Regions from separate parts of the Sus scrofa genome. Here region 2 is linked to region 1. A link is a contact called in public HiChIP or PLAC-seq data. All regions are on one chromosome and are shown on one strand. The core of a region is the stretch at or near the end of the contact, and the rest is flanking DNA. Distances in the headings are between cores, read along the strand shown.

Evidence for each region. HiChIP or PLAC-seq counts read pairs in DNA pulled down with a chosen protein or histone mark.
Region 2: an H3K27ac HiChIP or PLAC-seq map of skeletal muscle shows a contact between it and region 1, with 2.8 times the contacts expected there. The contact joins two enhancer-like sites. A contact is called at or near these places in 1 of 47 Hi-C or Micro-C datasets (fibroblasts) and 1 of 2 datasets of contacts at active chromatin or transcription factors (skeletal muscle).

What each region holds. Positions count from the first base shown.
Region 1 is chr17:43,869,246-43,874,552 of Sscrofa11.1, reverse strand. It overlaps a transcript of ZHX3 not described here. Among named protein-coding and RNA genes, the nearest start is that of ZHX3, 13 kb to the right of the region's middle. Within about 2 kb of position 2,417, at least 23 of the 83 cell types and tissues checked have an H3K27ac peak or open chromatin away from gene starts, as enhancers often do. A contact at or near this core is called in skeletal muscle, where this site is marked.
Region 2 is chr17:44,052,448-44,057,754 of Sscrofa11.1, reverse strand. CHD6 (chromodomain-helicase-DNA-binding protein 6) reads left to right here. Exons shown (of 37, transcript XM_021077872.1): 36 at 1,977-2,096. Among named protein-coding and RNA genes, the nearest start is that of EMILIN3, 42 kb to the right of the region's middle. Within about 2 kb of position 2,599, at least 21 of the 83 cell types and tissues checked have an H3K27ac peak or open chromatin away from gene starts, as enhancers often do. A contact at or near this core is called in skeletal muscle, where this site is marked.

The sequences.
Region 1 (5,307 bases), core at 1,168-3,667:
TGGATCTTTAACCCACTGAACAAGGCCAGGGATTGAACCTGCATCCTCATGGATACTAGTTGGGTTTGTTAACCACTGAGCCATGATGAGAACTGCACTTTGCTTTTTAATAGCCAACCGTGTCAAGATCATCACAGCAGTGGAAACAGTGAGTCCTCATTCTGTTCACAGGGGCGCATTATTCCCTTTCCCTGTTTGTGGACAATTAGGTTATTTCCAGCCCTTTATCATTGCAGTGTGGACTGTGGATCACCTTATATGTACGTCACTGCACTCATGGACAAACATATCTGTAGGCTACATTCCTGGAGGCAGACTTGCTGAATCAAAGGAAATGAGCATTTGTAATTTTGTCAGCTATTGTCGAACATTCTTAGTAGAGGTTTTACCAGTTCTCACTCTTGCAAGAGCGTGTGAGAGTGCCTTATTTCCTCACCCCCTTGCCAACTCAGTACCTCGTCAGTCATTTTGAGCTTTTCCAAACTAAGTGAAAGAAGGAGAATTAGAGTGGTTTTAATTAGTATTGCTCTTACTCTGGGTGAAATCGAGCATCCTTTCTGGAGCATAAGATCTTGCTGGGCTTTGTAGTGGGGCCATTGAAGAGAGTCAGCAGAGCAGACTGAGCCTGGAAGGAGGGGGAGCTCTGCCCACAGGGACAGCCAGAGAGTTCATGTCTAGATGCATATTCCTGAGAGGGTCAAACATGCCCACTGGCCTGCATGTTCTTTAGCCTATAAAGTCTTGAGCCCACACTGAAAAAATTCAATTAAAATAAAACCAGTGTCATTCAGAAGTGAAAACACATCTAGAACAAACCATTTACTCTTTTGCTTTTTAAAATTTTTAGTTTTAAAATTAATAATTTACTTTTATACTTGAAACAACATTTGGGTTCAAGTACATTTCAGTGTATGTAACATGTTTTAACTTTGGAAGGTGCAGGTTCTGACTACCTGGTTTTCAGGGTTTCCTCGGTTTGTCCCCAGCCTCTCCCTGTCCCCACCTCCTCACCCTCCCACCCCTCACCCCTCTTTATGTGGTTTTCTGTGGGTTTGAGCAGATTTTAGCAGAGATCAGAGTCTTTTCCCTGGGAACACTGGCCTTGCACAGCCTCCCTGCTCATTAGCAGCCTGACCCATTGGTCCTCTGAAATCCTATGACCAAACCAGCTTAATCCAGTTTTTCACCTGGAAAGGGACTTTCCAGTCTCAGCACAGATTGGCTTTGGCTTTTCGCAATGAGCTTCCTATCTTGGTTGACGGCAACACCAGCCTTCCTGTTGCTTAGATCAAAAACCTGGGAGTCATCCTTGATTCCTGTGAGTACGATGTTCACACGCAGCTCTCCTTTCAAAATGTGTCCAGAGTCCAGCCGCATCTCCTTAACCTCCATCTCTACCGTCCTGGTCCGGGCCATTGTCATCTCTTGCCTGGACTGCTGCCATACCCTCCGGACAGGTTTCCTGCTTTCCTCTTGTTTTTCCCTCAGTCTGTTCTCAGCACAGCCAGCAGGTGTCCTGTGGGACACAAGTCGGATCACGTCAGCCCTTTGCTCCAAGTCCTCTCGGGCACTGCCCATCTCAGAGAAACCCAAGTCGTCCACATGGCTCTGCACAGCCCTCACCACCTTGACCCTGTCTTGACTCCCACTCAGCTGTTCTTTGAACAGGCCAGGCACATTCCCACCTCCAGGTCCTTGCACGACCCAAAGCATTGCCGTTTGCTGGCCAGAGAGCAAACAGCGAAACAAAGCATGCACTTTCTCTTGAAGCTTCCCCTAGAGAGGACACGTTTGCTTACATTTCATTGTTTACACCCATCTGCAGGTGGGCAGGGAAATCCAGTGTGTTCAGAAAGCAAGCAAGCCCCGGACCACAGGTGAATAGCCTAATAACCACAGAGAACGACTGGCTTCTTCATACAGCAATGGCGTCTTTTCAAAAATCCTTATATACCCAGTTCCTAGCACAGAGTCCTGAGAACATTGTAAGTTCTCAAAGATTTTTGAGTGACAAAATCAATTTAGTGAGTGAAAGCTTCAAGAAGGCAACTTGGGAGGTGCTTATTACTACGAGGAATCATTTCTAACATCTTTCTAACCCCAGTAGGTGCTGACCTCTGGGTCGATGGAGATATTCAAGCGCAGACTAGACTAACCACCTGATAGGACTGGGTGGTTAGCCATCCTGACCACAGTAGTGATACTTACAAGATGATTCATGCAAAGATGAGCAATTGAAATATGTCGTCTCTGAAGTCCCTTTAATTCGGAGGCCACTGTATTTTTTATCATCATCGCCTTTCTGAGTTTGAGAAAGAATGAATTCCTATTTGCTGCAGAGGTGATAACACCTGAGGGGAGCTGGCCGTTTCTGTTGGTGACTTGACAGAAACAGGAACTGTTTGTTGGGGGAAGTAAGTGCAGAGCTCTGGCCCTGAGCCCTCTGCTGGATGGTGATTACTAAATGCAGAAAGTATTGTGACCCTTAAGTAGCCAGAGAGAGAAATTAGGCCAGTTCCGGGCTTAATGTGGCTTTGACACTTGAGTACTAGGGCATAAAAACAGACTTCAGTTCTTTTGTTTCAGCAGAAATCTGACAATTCCAGCCAGCAGATCTTCTGGGCTGCCAAGGTCCTGCCCACACACATTCCTGAAGATGGACAGTCTCTCTTGTGTTCTTTTTGTTGTAGATTCCTGCTGACTAACTTCAGTCAAATTAGTTAGGCCCACTGTGACAGAGTTCTCTAGTCATACACGAGAGTAGGCTCATGGTAGCCCTGTCTAGCTGTCCTAATTTTTAAAAATTACAACACTGGACAGATTCAGCTTGTAAAAATCTTAGAGCCCTCATAAGAAGGCTCAAAATTATGTAATTAATAATGTAAATAGGAGTTCCCATTGTGGCTCAGCTGGTTAAAAACCTGATGTAGTCTCCATGAGGATACAGGTTCAATTCCTGGCTTTGCTCAGTGGGTCAAGGAACCAGTGTTGCTGCAAGCTGCAGCATGAGTTGCAGACGTGGCTCAGATCTGGTATAGCTGTGGCTCTGGTGTAGGCCAGCAGCTGCAGCTCCTATTTGACCCCTAGCCTGGGAACTTCCATATGTTGAAGGTGTAGCCGTAAAAAGAAAAAATATATAATAAAAATAATGTAAAATAATTAAAGGTAGTGGGTTTATTATTCATTTGGTATTCAGAGTGAATGTGGCCTAAAAAAGAACAGGAGAGTTAAAGAGTCAGAACATCAGGCTCATGTACAAATCTGCGTGTGACTTTGGTCTGTCACCTCCTCTTTTTTGCTGATAGCCCTTCAATGCTGTGGGGGAAGGGGCAGTAATAACCATCTCTGGAGGCTATTGGAATGGATCAGGAGAGATAAAAGTGCTTTGAGAGAGAATTGAAGTGAATCCAGTTTCCTGGCTGGTCATGGAATTTTCTCAGACTTTCTAGCATAGCAGTGGCGCCATCAGTGCAAATTGATCCATGTGTGGTATTATCTTATACTTCAGAAGTCTTCTTGAGATGGAACTCAGTGGTTTAATTCAGAGTTTATGGCAGTGGTTCACAGTACGAGCCACTGCCACCACTGGGATCACTCGATTCGTGCCAAACAGTAATCTAAAAGGTATTTGCATATTCTTTCATTTATAGCTTGGACTGAGTTCACAATAAGAACCTGCTGGGTGTTGTTTTGTTTGTACATCTAGCCCCCATACAACTTTTTGACACTTCCAAGGTATGGAATTCACTAATTTTCTTCAGCTATTGTGTGCAACTTCATACAAATATATAATTTTTAGGATGTTTGTAACTAGGACTATTTTCAAGGGTGAAAACTCCAAATTTCCAAGGATTCTGCCTCAAATTGCGCCCTTATGAATTTCAGGATGTCAAAGGTCCAACGAAATGGTCAAATCCATTGATGGCTTGAAATTGATATTTGAAAACGAGTGGTCAGATTCCCTCCACTTCTCCCTGGCAGTTTTATTTTTTTCTTCTTATGGCCACATCTGTGGCATATGAAAGTTCCTGGGCCAGGGGTCAAATTGGAGCTGCAGCTGCTGGCCTATGCCATAGCCACAGCAACGCGGGATCCAAGCCACATCTGTGACCTATACCGCAGCTTTCGGCAATGCCAGATCCTTAACCCACTACTGAGCAAGGCCCAGGATTGAACCCACATCCCATGGCAGTTATTTATTTCAGTCGAATGGTTCCACAAGGCAAGTTTGCCAAGTAAATGACAAGATAGTGGCAAAAATTCGGGGGTCCATTTTGACAAGGCCTCGGCAACTGTGGGTGTATCAAGACCCCTCCCCATACCCCTCTTGTACCACTTGTGTACCAGATGGTTCCTGGCACACTGAAACCTCTCAGCTGAAAGTGAGTGATTCTGTATGCACAACCATTTTATATGCTGGCTACCCTGCTTTCATGGTTTGTTGCTCACTGGCACTATTAATTTTATTTAGTTTAATCCTTACTGCTGTTTTTAAAATTAAAAGCCACACATGATGGTAACAAATTTAAGCAAGATAGAAAGCATAAAGTTAAAAAAAAAGTAAATGCTGTTCTTCATGATGGTTATTACTGTTTAATGGGTCAGTGTTTATCCTTTGTTCTTCTAAATTCTGTTCATATTCAAATAAATACTAGTCTACATAGATTGTTCGTTATACAGTGAAATCATATTTTGTTATGCAGTATATTTCATATTTTATTATTTAAATATGTCTTGGAGATATATTTACATCAGTACACATAGGTCTTAATCCTTTTTGATGGCTGCATTTCATCTCCTAGTACGTATGTTCTGGTTTTTGCTTCATCACTATTTTACTAACAGACATTGTTAATGCTAAGAAATGATGATGTAAATAACCTTATTAATATTGCTGTGATCATGTGCGTGTATTTCTTCTTCTTTTTCGTCTTTTGTCTTTTTAGGGCCACACCCGAGGCATATGGAGGTTGCCAGGCTAGGGGTCAAATCAGCTGCCAGTCTACACCACAGCTCATGGCAACGGTGGATCCTTAACCCACTGAGCAAGGCCAGGATTGAACCCATGTTCTCATGGACACTAGTTGGGTTTGTTAACCACTGAGCCACAACGGGAACTCCCATTTGCATGTATTTCAATACTTCACAGTCTTTATGGGTTCTTAGAAGTGAAACGGCTAGATAAAAGAATGTGCTTTTAAAATGCTGATGACTCTTGCTAAATTGACCTTCATAAAAATTTTACCAGTGTATGCTCTCTCCAATGAGGCATGAATTTTATATGGTCTGTCTTTCCAATTTTTGCCA
Region 2 (5,307 bases), core at 1,350-3,849, 180 kb before region 1:
TCTAGAGCCGGAGAGCAATGCTGTGTTATCTGGTGTATGTCTCCCTCTTCAGCTTCCTCTGTAATTTAGGAAGCTAAAATGTTAGGTTCTTTCCCAGTCCAATTCTGTTAAGTCTCTGTTTTTTAATTTGTTTTTTGGTGGTGGCGTGTAGCGGCTCGATGTGGGATCTCAGTTCCCAGATCAGGGATTAAACCCAAGTTGCAGTGGTGAAAGTTCTGAGTCCTAACCACTAGACCACCCAGGGAACTCCCCAATCTTTCAGGTCTTTAAGAAGCCTGTCTCATTGTTTCAGAGGGGCAAAGCCATATTTCCTGTAATGATTGTAGAGTTCCAGTAGAAGGAGTGAACTTTCTTTCCTTGGGCCTGCAAGTATTTTGGAACACATGTTATGCAGACGTTTATTTTGCACCAACAGTGTACTTTATCAGTAGACCCAATACCTGGACAAGGGCCAGTAGGGCAGGCGTTTGCAGTGTGGAGCAAGGACCAAGTGAGTCGGATGCCATGTGGCGTTCTCTGTTGTGTGAATACCTGTGAAGAGGGCCGTGGGGGAGCAGGAGTGGAGTGGCCCATGTGGCCGGGACTGTCAGTGACAGTGACAAAAGCAGCAACGTGGAACCTGAGCCGATGAGATGGCATGAAAGTCTAGGACGTAGACGAGAGGGGAGAGGAGCAGCCCTGTGGAGGGGACCCCCGACGTGGACAAGAGATTGCGTGGGGGATTGCTGTTCAGGTGCAGGCGGGTAACAGCCTGGGGACAGATTCAAAGGGCCTCCGCGTTGCCCTTTGAGAAACTAGCTTTTGTTCTGTCATGACGAGCTGCACATGCTTGTTTTCCCTTTGCCCAGGAGGTCCACGAAGACCCAGGGCAGACTCCCCTGAGCACCTCACACCCCCCTGAAGGGCCAGTGCCTGCCACGTCGACCCCGGAGCCAGCCCCGGCAGCCGGCAGCCAGGCCGAGAAGGCCATGCCCGGCAGGAGCCTGCTGGACTGGCTGCGGCAGCAGGCCGACTACTCCTTGGAAGTTCCTGGCTTCGGCGCAGTAAGTGTGTGTCGGGCTGCAGAGACCCCCCATTTACTTCCCGCCGGCCGGTGCCGCTTTGACAAGGAGGATGCTGAGGAAGACTGGGGCCTAGCAAGTCCGAGAAAGCTGTGTCTGCCAAGAATGTCATTTTAAAGTGGAGGGAAAAAAGTTTTAAATTCTGATTAAGTTTTCCAGTAACAGAAATTACATCCCACGTCAGAAATGCTGTGCCAGAAAGTAGACATGCAACATCTTAAGACGATAGAACTTGCCTAAGCTCAGACCTCTCTTCCCTCCAGAATTACCACATCCATAAGCTCACAGAGAATTCTTTGGGTTGCGTAAGTGCTGCCACTTCATGAAAACGTTCCTGTATATTCCTTCAAGTTAATGGTGGTATGTTAGTTCTAGTTACTGCTTTGGGATTTTTCCTCAACTCCTTTTACCGCCTCTGCAGATGAGGAATCTGAGCACTGGAGTCTTCTCGTTTTTCTTTTCTCATTTGCTTGTCCACTCCACCACCATCTTTGTCCTGGGTTCATCTCATTAGTAAGATAAGGAGGTGGAAAGCCCACCAGAAAAGGAGAACGCATTCACAGAGGCACAGCCTCCAAAGACAGACGAAACCCACCAGGGAGGTAGCAGTGAAGAGAATGATTCAGAGGGGAGGGCTAGGGATTAAGCTGTACCCAGAGACACTGGTGGGTCAGCCAGGCGCTCTAGGCTAGGCTGGAGGGCCGGGAGGCCCCCACCGGAGGCCTGTTCTCCAGCTTGCTTCAAGGAGAGAGCCTAGGTGAGGGCCGGGTGGCTGTTTCCTTCAGCCTAACCCGATGGGTCCTGTGCAGAGGGCCGTGAATGAGAGAACAGCAGAAGCGACTGAAAGGCACTGTCCTCATCAGAAGAATCAGAGGCAGAATGTTCTTGTAATGTTGGTTTCCATTTACCTCCTAGAATTTTTCAGACAAACCAAAGCAGAGGAGGCCACGCTGTAAGGAACCTGGAAAGTTAGACGTCAGCTGCCTGAGCGGGGAAGAAAGGGTTCCTGCTGTCCCCAAGGAGCCAGGCCTGAGGGTAAGGAACAGGGACAACCGGCTGGACCCCAGCCTTGCAGCAGCTCCGGCTGGGGCGGGGGAGGGAGGTAGCTGCGCAGCCTTCTTCCTGAGAGGGCAGGGGCAGCACGGGAGGCTGCCAAGTAGTGATGAGGGGTGATGGGTGTTCTGACCAGCAGTGTGACTTCTGTGACATTTATGTTCAGTCTTTACCTCTGAAACTTTTGGTTTAAGTTGTACTTAAACCATCCTCAAAGCTTAATCCCCTGCCCCTTCCCCCCCGCAATTTTAGAGAGTTCAGGGAAAATTACCTTTAACTCTTATCAGGAGTCTGTTTCCAGTGTTTTACAAACTGTGCTATTGGAAATTTTCATTTTCCAACCTAAGTTTCTCTGGCTACCATTTAAGACATTTCCTCCTAGTCTGTCCTCGCTGGCAATGAAAAACAGCTGACTCCAAGCACTGCCCTTTTCCTATTATAGAATCATGAGCCTGGAAGAGACTTCAAAGACATCTGCAGATACTTGTAGTAGAAGGAATCTGAGTTAATTATAGTTTACAGATGACTACAAATTTGGACTAGAAAACTCACAACCTCTAGGGGGCGGTAATAACATTTCAACCAGAAAATGTGTTGAGCTTGGGCAAATGATACACAAATGTGCTTTTAACCTCCTTGAAGTGCCTTCTGCCCAAATAGGGTGCTTCTAAAGAGCCTCGTGGGGATCTGCCCTTCCTGGGTTGTCCTTGAAGCTCGCTGGCTGTCCTGAACTCCTTCCTCAGTCCTCTGCCAGCTCCAGCTTTCCTGGGTATGAACTCCCTCCTTGGTGGGATTTCCTGGATGCGGTTTCTTTTTTTAGCTCCAAGAGACCACCCACCCTAGTCATTTCCTCCTTGGGCAGAAAGAAGTTGTTACTTAATGTTCTCAAGGAGCTTGTTTCTGATTTGGCCCCTGGAGGATTGCTCTTCTAGCAGCTCGGCAAACATGACCGCCCTCGTACTGCTGCAGCCACTCAGGGACGGAGGTGGAGCCGGGCTACTTTTGAGAAAGTTTGGCGTGATGGAAAAGCTGTCCTCTCTTGCTTTATTCTCCGCAACACACCACCACCGCCCTCAGACGCAGTTACACAGTCCAGGCTGGTTGCACATTGGTTCCCATCACTCTGTCTTGGCCCCTGCACATGGCCTGCCCGCGCTGTCCCTTTGTCATAGCACACAGGGTCACGCTGGTCGTCCAGGAGAGCCCTCCAGTTCTTACTTGGTTGAGTCTCTGAGCTCTTGGTGTAGTGACTTGTCAGAAAAACCACAGGGTTTCCCCCTTGGCTTCCCATTTCTTACAACACCTCGAACAATTTCCCTCACACTCTCTAGAAATTAACGTTCATCACCCCCTCCCCCCAGAGATGCTGATCCTTTGCCAGAAAACTCATTTGTGAGCTGTTCTCGCAAGCCAGCTTCTTACCAGAGCTGGGCTTTCCCTCCTTTGTTAAGTAAACACAACAACAAGAAGCCCTGCCTTGGGAAGGCATGGAACCGCTTGTCCTCCTGGTCCTCGGGACTGTGCAGCCTTCCCGCGTCCCCTCAGCCGTGTCTCCCAAGGTCCCTCCACCCCCACCCCCCCCAGGACCAGAGCCTCTGAGGTGTGCTGCACTCCTTGTCTCTCTTAGAGACCCTAGCATTTCTTCTAGAAACACATCCGGATCCCACAAGGAACTTCTGCCTTCCTTCAGCCCCTTCTGCATGTGTGCGCTGGAGCTCGGCTGGCAAGTCCCAGAGACTTAGCATCGCACAGGCCACAGTCAGGCTCAGGGATTCAGCTTTAAGAAGGCCCAGGACATGTGGTTGCTCATTATTAAGTGTGTGTATGCACACACACATGCCTCATGTATGTTATGTGTGAAATTAGATTTGTTTTATGTACTTGGGTGTGGGGTGTTTGGGGGGCTTGTTTCTTAGCCATTTGGCGGTGAGTTGCAGAGGTGTCGTGTCATCCCTACAGAAGTACTTCAGCTGTGACTCCTGAGAATGTTTTCCCACATAACCAGTACCATTCTCGCACACGTCAATATGAATAACATCTTGTAGCTAGCCCACGTTCGTATTTCCTCACTTGTCCCCAAAATGTCTTTCAGAGCTAGTTTCTGTTGTGTTCGTTTTTAGGAGTTTAACCCGGGATCCACATGCTGCATGTAGTTGTTAGGTCTCTTTCCATTCAGGGGTATTCGTTGGCTGAACCTACTCATCTTCCCGGGAGGAGTAAGGAGATTTCGGTTGCCACCTCCTTCTCCACCTCTACCCAGGAGTGAGGTTTCAGAGCTGGAATCGCAGGCCTTGGAATCAATGCTGCCATGAATTGGTGAAGAAGGCTGTCCTTGGGTCGGAGTGCCCAAGCAGTCCCCTGGAAGGGCAGACCTGCCCCCAGTGTTGCTGAGTGTCTTCCTCTCCTTCCCTTCCATCCCCTTGCCCTCCCCCAGCCTCCCCTGGGAGAGGAAGCAGGTTTGTTCCCAGGGAGTAATTACCAGGAGGGAGAGCTGCCAAAGCCCAGCTTGGCCGCTGTGTGTGGTCGCCGAGCTGGCGGGGTGGGGGCACCTGCCGGGGCGGGGCAGCCATGGGCCAGCTAGAGTGACTGCCTCCCACACGAGCAGTGGGGCAAACCTCCTCTGCCAGCCTGCCACGCTCTCCACCGTGGAGGAACCCCTGCTCTTCACCCCAGGGGCCTTTCTGCTGCCACTCTCCCCTCTGAAGGGGAGGAGGCGGCCAGCCTGGGCCTGCTGGGAAGTTCCCAGGTCTGCACGGGCCCGGTGTTGTCTGCATCGGTGGTTCCAGACAAGGGCGGAAACGTCCTGATGCCTGAGGAGCACGACCTGAAGTCGACGAGCAGGACCACGGGGACCAAAGGCTGCCTGGAGTGAGCGCTCCAGCTCCAGATGCCCTGATGAGCTCAAGAGAAAGTATGCTGAAGAATGTCTGCCTTGTAGTAGAGAGTTTGAAAAGAAGATGAAGGCATCGTTCCTCAGGCTGGCGTTTCTTTTCTCCCCAACAGAAAGACTTCTGAAATTGAACGTGCCCTCCCACTGGAAAGGGAAGGGGGGAGTTAGGACAGAGCAGTTGGAGGTCGCAAGGAGAAAGACACACCTGGGCCCTGTCCCTGGCTCTTGGCTATGGCTGTGCTGCAGGGAAGAGGGCTTGGGAAGCCTTGTGGTCAAGTTGTGGTGACTGTAACCGGGCCCCAG